Linked DNA regions of Mus musculus: regions 2 and 3 are each linked to region 1. Evidence: chromatin contacts called from public HiCAR-type and promoter capture Hi-C data. All regions are on one chromosome and are shown on one strand. Each heading gives the region's core, a stretch centred on a gene start, on an enhancer-like site or on the middle of the called end of the contact. The rest is flanking DNA. Distances are from core to core; before and after follow the strand shown. Region 1 holds the start of Mapkapk2 (MAP kinase-activated protein kinase 2). Region 2 holds the start of R3hdm1 (R3H domain containing 1). Region 3 holds the start of Cxcr4 (chemokine (C-X-C motif) receptor 4).

The links. Promoter capture Hi-C pulls out the DNA fragments that hold promoters and counts their contacts. HiCAR-type assays count read pairs that join an accessible place to other places.
Region 2: a HiCAR-type map of astrocytes shows a contact between it and region 1, with 7 times the contacts expected there. The contact joins the promoter of R3hdm1 here to the promoter of Mapkapk2 in region 1. A contact is called at or near these places in 1 of 39 promoter capture datasets (liver), 1 of 115 datasets of contacts at active chromatin or transcription factors (astrocytes) and 1 of 9 other capture datasets (adipose tissue).
Region 3: a contact with region 1 is called in a promoter capture Hi-C map of cranial neural crest. The contact joins the promoter of Cxcr4 here to the promoter of Mapkapk2 in region 1. A contact is called at or near these places in 3 of 39 promoter capture datasets (the C10 cell line, cranial neural crest and hippocampal neurons) and 2 of 115 datasets of contacts at active chromatin or transcription factors (astrocytes and embryonic stem cells).

What each region holds. Positions count from the first base shown.
Region 1 is chr1:131,096,102-131,100,097 of GRCm38.p6, reverse strand. It overlaps Mapkapk2 (MAP kinase-activated protein kinase 2), which reads left to right and starts at 2,255. Exons shown (of 10, transcript NM_008551.2): 1 at 2,255-2,809. The coding sequence starts at 2,573.
Region 2 is chr1:128,100,984-128,104,979 of GRCm38.p6, reverse strand. It overlaps R3hdm1 (R3H domain containing 1), which reads right to left and starts at 1,674. Exons shown (of 27, transcript NM_181750.2): 1 at 1,497-1,674. Zranb3 (zinc finger, RAN-binding domain containing 3) reads left to right here and starts at 2,509. Exons shown (of 21, transcript NM_027678.3): 1 at 2,509-2,727. It also overlaps the pseudogene Gm29383.
Region 3 is chr1:128,590,042-128,594,037 of GRCm38.p6, reverse strand. Cxcr4 (chemokine (C-X-C motif) receptor 4) reads left to right here and starts at 1,739. Exons shown (of 2, transcript NM_009911.3): 1 at 1,739-1,849. The coding sequence starts at 1,829.

The DNA.
Region 1 (3,996 bases), core at 1,006-3,505:
TTTTGATTGGCCACTATGTTAGTTTCAATATATTTGGTGAGACCTTGAATTCCAGAGACCAGCTCAGCTCTGGCCCTGTTATCTCCTCTGGCCAGGTGTCCAGGAGACTGTCTCAGCTCTGGAGCTCTCCTCCCTAGTTCAGGGTCATCATTGACTAAAGGCCCATTGTCAGTGGCTCCTTCCTTCTGAGGAGCCCAGTATGCTGCTCAGGGAATTGAAAATTTTTATTTCTAAGGTTTGTATACCTCTCACACCTTCTTCTCCTTCTCCTCCTCCTCCTCTTGCTTCTCCTCCTCCTCCCTCCTTCCCCCCTCTTCATATTGATTTATTTATTGTTATATGTAAGTACACTGTAGCTGTCTTCATACACACCGGAAGAGAGTGTCAGATCTCATTACAGATGGTTGTGAGCCACCATGTGATTGCTGGGAATTGAACTCAGGACCTCTGGAAGAGCAGTCAGTACTCTTAACTGCTGAGCCATCTCTCTAGCCCCTCTCACACCTTCTTAGGACAATCGGATTCTGTTCATTTCTAGTTTGTAGTTTTGCATGGTGCCTTGCTGCCTCTGAATAGCTCATTCTCTTTCCAGCCTCTGGAAAGAAAGAGGTGATGGCTAAATGCCAACAAGAGGTCCCAAAGACCTTCTGTGGGTACATGGGGGCAATACAGAACTGAGGCAGTCAGGGTGGGAACCTCTTTCCACAGGAGCCAATGAGACCTTCCACCTCCTCATCCCCAGATTCCTTCCTTTCTCTGTCCCTGCATCTCCACAGCCTCAAGCAGTGCCTTTGAAACAGGGCGTTGTGTAGCTTTGTCTTCAGTGTGGAAGGAATCTACCCAGCTGCAGACTGAGGAGAGCCAATGTGCCTTCTATTCCCAGGTCTGTATCTGCCACACTGCTAACCCAACTACTGCATCTATCCCCCTCCCCCCCCCCCCCCCCCCAGTTAGAATTATCACCACAGGGATGAGCGAGAAGTATTGAGCACTGAAAAAGCGCTTGTCTCCTTGATCCATAGTGAGTTGGATCTCAAGAGGGGGCCTACAGTCCTCCACCTGTTCATCTCTGTCTTCCTTGGAACAAGTATCTTCCGGAAATCTAAACAGGGAACAGCAAATGAGTCTTGCCATCCTGGGCTATGTCTCCAACGCCCTTTTCTCAGGGCACTGTCTCGTCTCCAGAGTTTTGTTGGGACATATTAAAGACTTTGTGTGACCATGGGTCAGGTCTCATCTTTAATTTGTCTGTATTAGTAAGTAAACCAGAGCTTTGTATCTATCTTGTTCCTTTGTCTCATTTCTTAACTGCTGTAACAGTCAAACCCTTGTGGATCTCAGCAGTGCTACAGGCCAGTTAGGCCCAGAGATTTGTACTAGAACTAGGTTGCTTCAGGACTACTTATTGGCTATGGCCGCAGGGACCATTTCCCCAACTCTAGAACCATTTCCCAGCCCTTCCCCTTGCTCTATAATCGCAATGAATTAAGAACACAAATGTATAAGTGTACCTCCCAGAGAGACATGAAGTTTGTGGGTATTTTAAGACAGAGTCTGTCTTTGTTGTTCAGGCTGGCCCTGTGACTTGTTATCCTCCTGCTTCAGTCTCCTGCATATAGCCGGGATAACAGGTGGCTAGAGTGCCCCATTCCATCTTGGGTCATTTTGGGTTTATATAAAAATATGTTCGAATTCATAATAATTAAATTGTTCGTGGTATCACAGTAGTACATTCTTCTCAGTGAAAACCAGTAAGTCCATGAGAGAAAAAAAAAGTAAAACTCACAAGTATGTTAAGGAAATTGTTACTATTGCCTGACACCTGATCCTAGGATGAATAGTCTCTCTTATTCCCCCAGTCCTGGCCCCCGGATTCTCGCTCTGCTCGGGTACCCCTCACCCCCCACCCACAGAGTCCACGTAGAAAGATTCTTATCAATTATCCGTTTCTTTCAAAATACATCTCCTCCAATTCTCCGATGACCTGTCTTCTAGATCCAAGCAGCTGGAGGAGTGAGGGTTTTGTTTGAACTATCCAGCAGCTTTTCTTTTGCCCTCCTCCCTTTCCCCTCTGCCCGGCCCGGGTTAAGAACTAGGATGTCTCGATGCCCTCCACAAGCCCGCTTGCTCGCAGTCCCTAAGCTCTCCCGCCACTGGACTTCCTCCCCTTTAAGGCCCACCCCTCCCCCATGTCCACGCCTCCCAGTCAAGCCCCACCCTCGATCCTCCCCTTTAAGGACTAGCCCAGGACGCCGAGCAGCCTGTGACGCGGCCGCCGCCCCCGGGCTGGTACTTCTCGGCGCGGCGATTCCTCCGGCCGGGCCCTGCCGTCCCGCGTTCCCCGGAGCGCACGTCTCCGGGGGGAGGGAGCAGGGCTGGTGGGCGCCCGCGGCGCACAGCGGGACCCACGGGGCCCCGCGACCAGCCGAGCCTGGAGCCGGGCCGGGGCGGGGCAGCCGGCTCCAGCCCGGAGCAAACTTCGCCGCCGGGCGGGGCGTGGCGGGGACCCGGGCCCGAGCCGGAGGAGGGGGCGGCCGCGGCCCCTGCCTCTGCGCGCGAGTCGCCGGGCACCATGCTGTCGGGCTCTCCGGGCCAGACTCCGCCGGCGCCTTTCCCCAGCCCTCCACCGCCAGCCCCGGCCCAGCCGCCGCCGCCGTTCCCCCAGTTCCACGTCAAGTCGGGCCTGCAGATCCGAAAGAACGCCATCACCGACGACTACAAGGTCACCAGCCAAGTGCTTGGCCTGGGCATCAACGGGAAGGTGCTGCGGATCTTCGACAAGAGAACCCAGCAAAAATTCGCCCTAAAGGTAAGTCTGGGCCGCCCGGGATCGCGCTGAGATCCGGTGCAGCTTCCGGTCACCCCGCGAGTGGCCGGCACCCGAGAGGACTCACGGGGACTGCCATGTTGGGGTGTGAGTGGGATCCAGCCTGGTGGCCACTCTTGGGACCCGGACGGCCTCTGCTCGCTTTACCCGGCGCCGAGGACACGGTGGCCTCGTCCTCCCTCCCTCCTTCCTTTCTGCGGGCACAAAAGGCCCTTTACTCATTGAGCTGGTTGGTCGGTCGGTTTGGAGAAGTTCGCTCTCTGAGGTTTCCTTAACCCTACTCCTTATTTGGGAGCCGGAATGTGACTTCGCTCTCCTCGGCCTCGCGAGGTCGGCGCGCAGCGGTGGGGCGCGTCGGCGCGGAGCGGCGCGGCACTGGAGACTGGGGACCCCGCCTCCGTGCCCCGCGATCGTCTGGAACCGCCAGCGCCTGGCCTGCGCTGCCCCTTAGGCTTGCGCCGGGCTGTTTCCATTGCTCCCTCCACCGTAGGAAACCTTGTCTGTAAGCCAGGCTTGGCCTAGTGCTGGTACACTGGTCCCTGGTAGCCGGAGACTCAAAGGCAGGAAATACTATTCCTGCATTTGGGAAACCCACTCTTAATCTCTGTGGGTCTACCCGTCTCTGCTTCTGTCGGTGGTAGTGGAGAATGGGGATTTCAAAAGGTCCAAGTGAAGCAGGGAAGGCTGTCATTCAGGGTCACTGCAAAGTTTTCTTCTCTCAAGGGTTTCAGGTTACACCATATCTCTAAAGGTCACTTGTCAGGTTTCTTTCTCCTGGGGTGTCTCAATGATTGGAGGAGCAAAGTACTTCCTGTGTTATATTTTGCTCTTCCCCTTCAGCCCACACAACTTGCTTTGTTTCAGCTATTCTAGAGTACAGATAGATTGAGTTATGCGTGAGGCCGTTGTCATACACGGTCAACGGGACCGAAACCTGGTACTTTGTAGGGGGAAAATAAGTTTAGTTTTTATGATGTTTTGCTGTTTTCATCTTCTGCATCACATTTAAAAAACAAGCAAACAAACTATAAGCTCTTGGGGAGTTAGCTAAGCGAGGAAAGGAGTTGGTTGGGTTGAACGGTGGCTCTGACCTTGGGGACTGGAGGCAAGGGAACAGTTTGACCACAGTTAACTGTATTGTTGAGGAAGTACAGATGTTCTTTCCCGGA
Region 2 (3,996 bases), core at 425-2,924, 3.0 Mb after region 1:
AGAAGAAATAGTCTATTAGTCAAAGCATAGGTTGTTTATTCAGAACCAGTGTTCTCTCTAAAACAAATAAATCTTAGAAATGGGGTGGTCTGTAGCCATGCCTATTATAGATTACAGGGTCCACTAAAGTCATATTCTCCTAGGCTGAAAAAGCAGAGTGGAATTTGAAAAGATGGGCACACTATCAAAATCTGATACAATTATAAGACAATCCCCTAAAATATAAAGACATAAAATCTGAAGAGAATGATATTTCTTCAGTTAAATGGGTAGCTACATGAACTCTACTGATTCAAGTATTATAAGGAAGGGGCTTCGAGGTTGATTTCATCTTTTTATGACTCGATGCTCTTGGAATCAATGACATTTAAATTTAAGAGGTTTCTTTAGCTGGGCGATGGGGGGCCACACCTTTGATCCCAGCTCTTGGGAGGCAGAGACAGGTGGATTCTGTGAGCTCAAGGCCAGCCTGGTCTACATTGTGAGTACCAGGACAGCCAGGGCTACACAGAGAGACCCTGTCCAGGGAAAAAATCTAAAATAAAGGGGAGTATGGTATGAGATTCTTTAACGTGACCCAGCCAAACTATAACCTTAGGAGTGGGATATGTGTGTTTGTGTGTATTCATTCATGCTAGAAATTCTATTTTTACCTCTTCAGAAATGCACCTTATTATTTAGTAAGCAGCACTGCTTTGGAAGATACCTCTTCACCTCTAACTAGTTTAGGGGACTTGCTCTCTCAGGACCCAATTCACAGAAGTCACAACAGCCAAACCCAATTTTGTTTCTCCTTAAAAGCAACTTCAGACAACAGTGACAATCTCTGGTACATAACCACAAGAAGAAAAAAAAAAAAACTTCTAATATACAGGGATGGAAAGGGGGGAGGGGGATTTACATCATAACGTCCCCCGTAGGTTCGTCCATCAACGACCAAGGCTCTGACAGTCATTCAACTTTCTTGCTAATTTCCCCACTGTGTTTTTTCTAGCAGTACGGGCAGTACGGGCACGACGTGCTGTTTCCCTTTTGGTGTGTGTGACAATTCCCCGGAGCGGGGGTATCAGCCCCGGGCATCTGGTCCAGGCCCCGGAGAACAGTTCCGCGAACGGTCCCTGCTCCAGCCTGGCCTGACTATGTTGCTTTTCCCCTCCGTCCTCCCCGGATCTCCAGGGCTCGCAAGAGCAGCAGCTGCAGCAGGGACGCTCGGGAACCTGTCCCCAGCTCCCCCGCTAGGCCTCAAGGGGTTGGCGCTGCACATGGCCCCCAGCGAAGCGGCGGGCACCGCGCGGTGGAGGCGACTAGAGGGCTCGCCTCAGAACCCGACGGCCCCTGGCGGGCCGGAGGAGAGGGGAGGGACGCCGTCTCCTCAGCGCTTAGCTCCCCGGCTGCCTCACTCTCCCGCTCCGTTAGCGCTACCGGTTGGCGGGCGGGGGAGGGGAGCGAGCGCGTTATTCCCGGGGCGCCGCGGGGGAGGGGACAGCATCTCTTACCCGCGTTACTGAGAAGGAGCAGGAGGAGGTGGCGGGAGCGCGGCACAGCGGGGCGACGGCGGGGCCGGCTGGTTGCAAGGTAGAGTCTCACGGAAGGGAATTAACCCCATCACCAGCCCGGACACCGGCTCCAGCGGCAGCCGCGGCGGCAGAATCCCGCCCCTTCCCACCACGCACTGGCCCCGCCTCTCCGTCGCGTTGACGGAAAGCAGCCTACCTCATACGCTAGGTCAACATTAAGTGACATACAAATTATCCAATCAGCGTTTGAAAACCACTTTCGCTCCACCCCCATTATCACTGCGGGACAGCGGGAGAACGGGACTAAGTCTATCTCCACCCACAAAAGAAAAAGAACCAATCCCGGGCAAGTTGTCGTCCCTGAACGACGTAAGAGTCAACCAATGATAAAGCTAGGAGGACAGCCATTTTGCCCACTTGTGAAAGAGCCACCTTTCCCACGAGTAGAATCCTGAGGTGGGCGAGTTCCGGGCGATTTTAATCACTGGAGATGTGGTAGACAACTCTCTTTCTTCAGGGAATGATTATAGAGCTTTTTAAGGATGAAAGGACAATTTTGTCGTTCATGTGGGAAGATGAGAGGAAGGCTTTAAGGATGTGGCTCCGCCCCTTAGCGGTAACGGGTTCCAGGCTGAACACCTGGTTCCTCCAGTCTTAGTGGTGGAGGCAGGGCTTCTGAGCACTTTGGCTCCTGCGACTACAGTTCCCAAGATGCTTTGAGACCCTGTTTTCCTCATTTTGCTTCCGGTAGTGTTTCATGGGAATTGTAGTTCTTGAGAGGTTACGGTGTAACCTCCTTGTCTAGATGAGTAAGAGGAAATTTTTGAATAATTTGGAGTTGAGAATGAAGTCGCAAGGTTCTAGTCAGGTCTTTTCGCATCGCTAAAGGAAGGAGAATATAACAGGGTTGGGAATTTTCTCAACACATTACAATGTTTTAGAGTGCTGGTATTTGAACTCTTCCAAGTCTAGGTCATCCGTTTAACGTCACTTCCGCTTAGTTGAAGACGCTTGCAAAAAGTTTGGCGGGAGTTGAAGATTATGAAGCTAGTGCTGCATTTTGGCGGACTGTATAGGGCAAGAGATGGGAAATTGACTGCACTTTAATTGCGCTATAAGAAAATAGTGGGTAACAGTCGGGCGTGGTGGCTGATGCCTGTAACAGCTGGAAGCTGAAAGGTCGCCGCGAGTTCATAGCCTGGGCTACAGAGTGAGTTTTAAAACAGCTGGGACTACAGAATTCACCTTGTCTAAAATAACCCCCCCCCCCGCACTGCCCCCTCCCCCTAAAAAAACCCATCCAGAAATATGAAATGGCATGGGTGTAATTCTCGAGCCTGTAATGTAATTTTCTACTTTGCTACTTAGTCTTGCAGAGCCAGTGTTTATCAGATCTGTTCACTCTTGAGTTTGTAGAGGATGCTTTAATTTGCCTTTAGCTACTGTCTGTGAAGCAGCATAGGTTCATGTCCTGGAAGGTATTGGAAATTCTGAACTAATTCCTCCCATTTATACAAATAGTCCCCAGAAGTCAGAAGTTGCCTTTGAACAGGATCTTAAAAAAAAAAAAGTCTCCTCCATCATTTTTATGGAGACTTTGTCTTACTACTTTTCTCATAAATATTTATTGAGCACTTACACTAGTGGTAAATATACTAGGCTTAAAGGATTGAAGAGTGCACAGAAAGGTAAGTTTTGTTTAAAACGAGTTAGAAAGATTAAGCAAAATTTATGTTACTTGGTCTTTTTAATATCTCCAAATTTAGCATCTTCATAGTTATGTTTTGTGTGTTGATTTGGTTTCCTCTTTGCTTTCTACTTTTAGATTTAAAAACCATTCCTTTCTATTTTCATTATTTTTATTGAAGTATTAAGTCTGTGTCCAGAACTGTTAAGAGGTGTTTTATATACTATGTGGATGAGAGTCCTAACTAGTGCAATCCCAGAGACAGAAATATATCTGCAACTTCCAAGCAGACAAAACACTCTTACTTTTTTAAAGAAAATAAATGTTTTTGCTTTTCAATATAATACTTTCACGTGTGTGTGTGCAAGTGTGTGTGTGTGCTATATGAATATTAAACAGAAGGCATCATCCCCATCTAGGAGTTAGAGTTTCAAGTGATAACTTAGCATTGTCCATAAATGCTTAGTTGGGATTTTTTTCATAAGTCCTTCCAGAGTAGAAGTCAATATGTAGTAATAATGACAATCATATTACTGAATATTTAATCTGAGCCCCAAAAGGGCTAAGGGTGTTTAGTATGTCTTTTATTTTTTTGAGTGCTGGAGACAAACCGAGAGCCTTGCATTTGCTGGATAATGTGCTTTGTCACTGTGTTCCAGCCTCACTTTCAACTCTAAACCATTGCTTCTCAAATGTTTAGGAATCTCAAAAAGTTCAGCCTTCCCCTGCCACCGGGATGCTGGGATTAAAGGCTGTCACCACCATGCCTAGCAAAAAGGTGTTACTTTTTGT
Region 3 (3,996 bases), core at 490-2,989, 2.5 Mb after region 1:
ATGATTGGATATAATTAAAAGTGCTTGTGGAAGTTCTTGGCTTTTAACTTAGCAGTTTTTGAGGGTCGCACTTCCTAATTTCATCCTTAGCTTTTCTGGATCACATAAGTGCAGGGCAGAAGAGGACTTTGACAGCACATTTTGAAGGAGAGTGCCCAGGCCATACAGGAAGATGGAGAGAGACGAGTTCCCAGGCTGTAAAACAGCTCCCCAGCACTTCCAACCGAAAGCCTTCCTTAGCTAAAGAAGGAGGTGCAAATGATAGTACAGTTAGTAGACTGCTTGCCTAGCCTACACAAAGCTCTGATTTAAGCCCTATCAGCACGAAAATTGGGCGTGGTGGCACACAACTGTAATCCCAGTACTAGGCAGGTGACAAACGGGATCATCAGAAATTCATGGTCATCCTTAACTACATACGGAGCCTGAGTCCAGCCTGTACTACATAAAACTGCCTCAAACAAAACAAACAAACAAACAAACAAACAAACAAAAAAGGAACGGGAGAAGTGGGGCGGGGATGGAGTTGAGGGCGCAGTCTGGGCCTGCCTATCCTTTGGTCCATTCCAGGAGGGGGTGGGGGCGGTATCTGGGTTGCATAGCAACCCAGGCTCCTGCTGCCGGATGTCTCACCACCCCCAGTGCCCCCGGCATTGGATCCCGCGGTCTCTGGCTGGAGGTCTGGTTGGTTCTGACCCCACCCTTTTCTCCCTCCCCGCCTAGCCCAGGCTCGGCGCCGGTCGGATCCCGCGCGAGCCTGGGAAGCAGTCTGGGCGCCCACTGCAACCTTAGCCTGTCTGAGATTCCCTAGCCATCCACGCCCCCAACCTGACCTAACTAGCTCTTCACTAAGACTTCCCATCTTAGTGTTCTGCGTGGGAGACGCGAGATAGGCATGAAGCGAAAGCTCTGGGCTCAGGCCAGGCTTTGCAGTCCCAGGCTGCTCCATTTGGTCTCTTGGAGCTCGTGGAGCGCCCACTGACTGCGCATGAATCGCGGCTAGCTTCCCAGCTGGGACTCTGTAATTATCTGTTAACTAGATGCATCCCCCTATGTGCTTATGAAATGAAAATGAACCAGTGTTTCTGTGCGGATTTCTTAGGATGTGATTACACAAAGTCCTCGCCGCTCAATTCTTTATAATAAAGCACATTTCAATCATTTTACATACACACACACCCAAATCTCTTCACGAAATTGTTGCCACTATTGTGACTTTCTTCCTGGGAGTATATCTGCTTCTGGATGGGTCCGCAAGTGCTTTCTGCCACACCTGACCCTAATGTCATTATATGAATATGTAGTAACACACACTTGCTTGGAAGAGTTTTGGTAGTAATCACTCCTGACAGCTCAGAGTATAGAACCCTGGCGGAGGTTCCAACATTGCCGCCTACTGGTTAGGCAGGCTCCAAGTCACACACCCCCATCCCCAGTCTTGTCTCAAGTTCTCCACCCGTAAACTCCAGGTCTAAAATTCTATCCACGTGGGTAAGGATGGATGCGCGACCCGCAGAAACACCCTGGCTGGCATCCTGCTTTCCCCAACTCTGAGAACATTATCCGGCCAGGCTCTGGACCCATACTGACTTAAAACACAACAGCAGTGGCTCTTGGACTTCTGTTTGCCCGCGCCCTGCGCCCCGCCCCCGCCAGTCTCCTCCCGCCCCGTCCGAGCTGCGCATGCGCCGCCCCGGGAGCGTGTTTTTATAAAAGTCCGGTTCGGGCCAGAAACTTCAATTTTGTTGCCTGGTGCAGCAGGTAGCAGTGAAACCTCTGAGGCGTTTGGTGCTCCGGTAACCACCACGGCTGTAGAGCGAGTGTTGCCATGGAACCGATCAGTGTGAGTGTAAGTCCACTTGCATCCTACTTTATAGTAAACGTGCAAACGTGTGAACTTAGAGCTCAGCCCCTTTAAGGAGCGGGTTGAAGCAACTAAAACCTTGAGGGGTGTCAGGGTCACAAGGAGGAGCGGGAACTAATTTTTTTTTATGTGTGTGAACATGGCTATAGGGGGAGGAAGATAGGAATATTTTTGCCAGTAAGTTGAGTGGGACGGGTTCAGATGGAGCTTTCCTAAGGTTGCTCTTGTTTCCCTCCCCCTTGAGTCCCGCGGCGCGCGCCGACTTGCACGCTGTTTGCAAACGTCCCAGTTTTTTGAAAAAGGGAGAAGGGCTTGCCCTCTGTCCCAAGACTCAGACCATCGTCTGGTCCTCCTGAAAACAGGAGTTTTCTTAGAGTTTCTTACATTGTGTGAATTTAGAGACTTTAGTCGGCACGCGTAGGCACTACATTCTGGGTGAGCTTCGAACCGGAGCGTCTTGGAGCGGTTCTTGGAGTTAGGAGTGCGGTTCTGAAATTCCATAGTGCAGACAGAGGAGCGCCCGTCTTCGGCGGGAAAAGTGAGCTAGTCTGCCGCGTCGCTTGCCTAGAGGGGGGGCACAAACTGCGGCAGCCGCGGAGAGAACGTCGCTTTGGGATGGAGCAGCAGCGCTTTGCGGGCATCCGACCCGCCACTTCCCCGCAGTGGCAAACGAACCTCCCGAGGTCGGGCTTGCCTTTAGGATCGTTCCTGAGAAAGGGTCATAAGTCTGTACCATGATGCTGCTGGCCATGACGGCGGTTGGGGACAGGAGGGCATGTTGGGACCGCACCTGGGTTGTGCCGGGTCGCCGGAGGGATGAACAGGTGCAAGCTCGGAGACTGTTTGACTGAGCCCCAGTGTTTAACCGTCGGTGGTTTCCTGAGCCTTTTGAAACCCCCTCGCTTAGGGAGGGTTTTGTTCTTTGGTGATTTTTTTTTTTTTTTCCGTTTCCTCCGGCGGCGCGCAATTCAAAGGCGCTCGCGCTGGAGCAGCCCAATCTGTCGCTCGCACCCGGAGGAACGATCCTGGCGCGCAGCCAGGAGGAACCCCTAGAACCGCTGTGTGTTGGTCGTAGACCTGGGTATGATGGGCAACGGTGCCAGCCCCTAGGTGGGTGACTCGGACATCGGGGTGCGCACGGTCTGGACCACTCCTGCTGCCTACCTCGGACTCCAGTAACTAACTGGGTCCGCTGCAGGATGGGAAGCGACCGGAAAGTGAGGAAGTGAAACTTGGGGGCGAAAACCACGGGGTACAGACCCCGTGACTTTCCCCACCCAGGACAGTGTGACTCTAACGTCCCAGATCCACCCAGTGATAAACATGGGTTTGGCAAGAGAGACCCACCTTCCAGAGAAGCGCCGCACGGGGTGAAGTAGGGGAGTGCTATTTGCTCCTTTCTAACACTCTGCTGACCCTAAACCCCCAAAGACCTTCACATTATCCAGCTTTCTTCACTACGCATGACTCGAAATGTAATAGTTTGTGTTAGACAGACGTGAGAAAAACAAGGTTTTGCGCCTAAAAAGCTAAGAGTCTTTGGGGGACCCCCACCGTCAAGCTCCGTCTTTCTTTCTTTCTTTCTTTCTTTCTTTCTTTCTTTCTTTCTTTCTTTCTTTCTTTCTTTCTTTCTTTCTTTCTTTCTTTCTTTCTCTCTCTCTCTCTCTCTCTCTCTCTCTCTCTCTCTCTCTCTTTCTTTCTTTCTTTCTTTCTTTCCTTCCTCCTTTGGCTAATCCTCATACAGAAATCCCATCTCCTTCAACACAGACTTTAACCCCACGCCGCTGGATACCACCGCACACAGTTTTGAGAGTGACTTCTTTGTTTGAATGGAGGATTTGTTTGTTTGGTTTGGTTGTGGGTTTTTTTGGCTTGGGTTTTTGTTTGTTTGTTTGTGGTTGGGGGGGGCTTTACTTTTTTTCCTCCGAGGTTTTTTTTTTGTCCTTTCCTCTCGTGGGCGGGGCAGGAGAGCTATTCAAGACTAAGCTGTGAAGTCCTTAGACTCTCAATGTCCTTTTGTTCTAAGCAAAGACTCTCCTAATTGGTTCCACTAAAGAGGGCATATAACAAGTGACTGGTGGAAGATGGAGAACACCATTGGTTGCAGGATTCTGTGTTCTCTCTGGACCTTA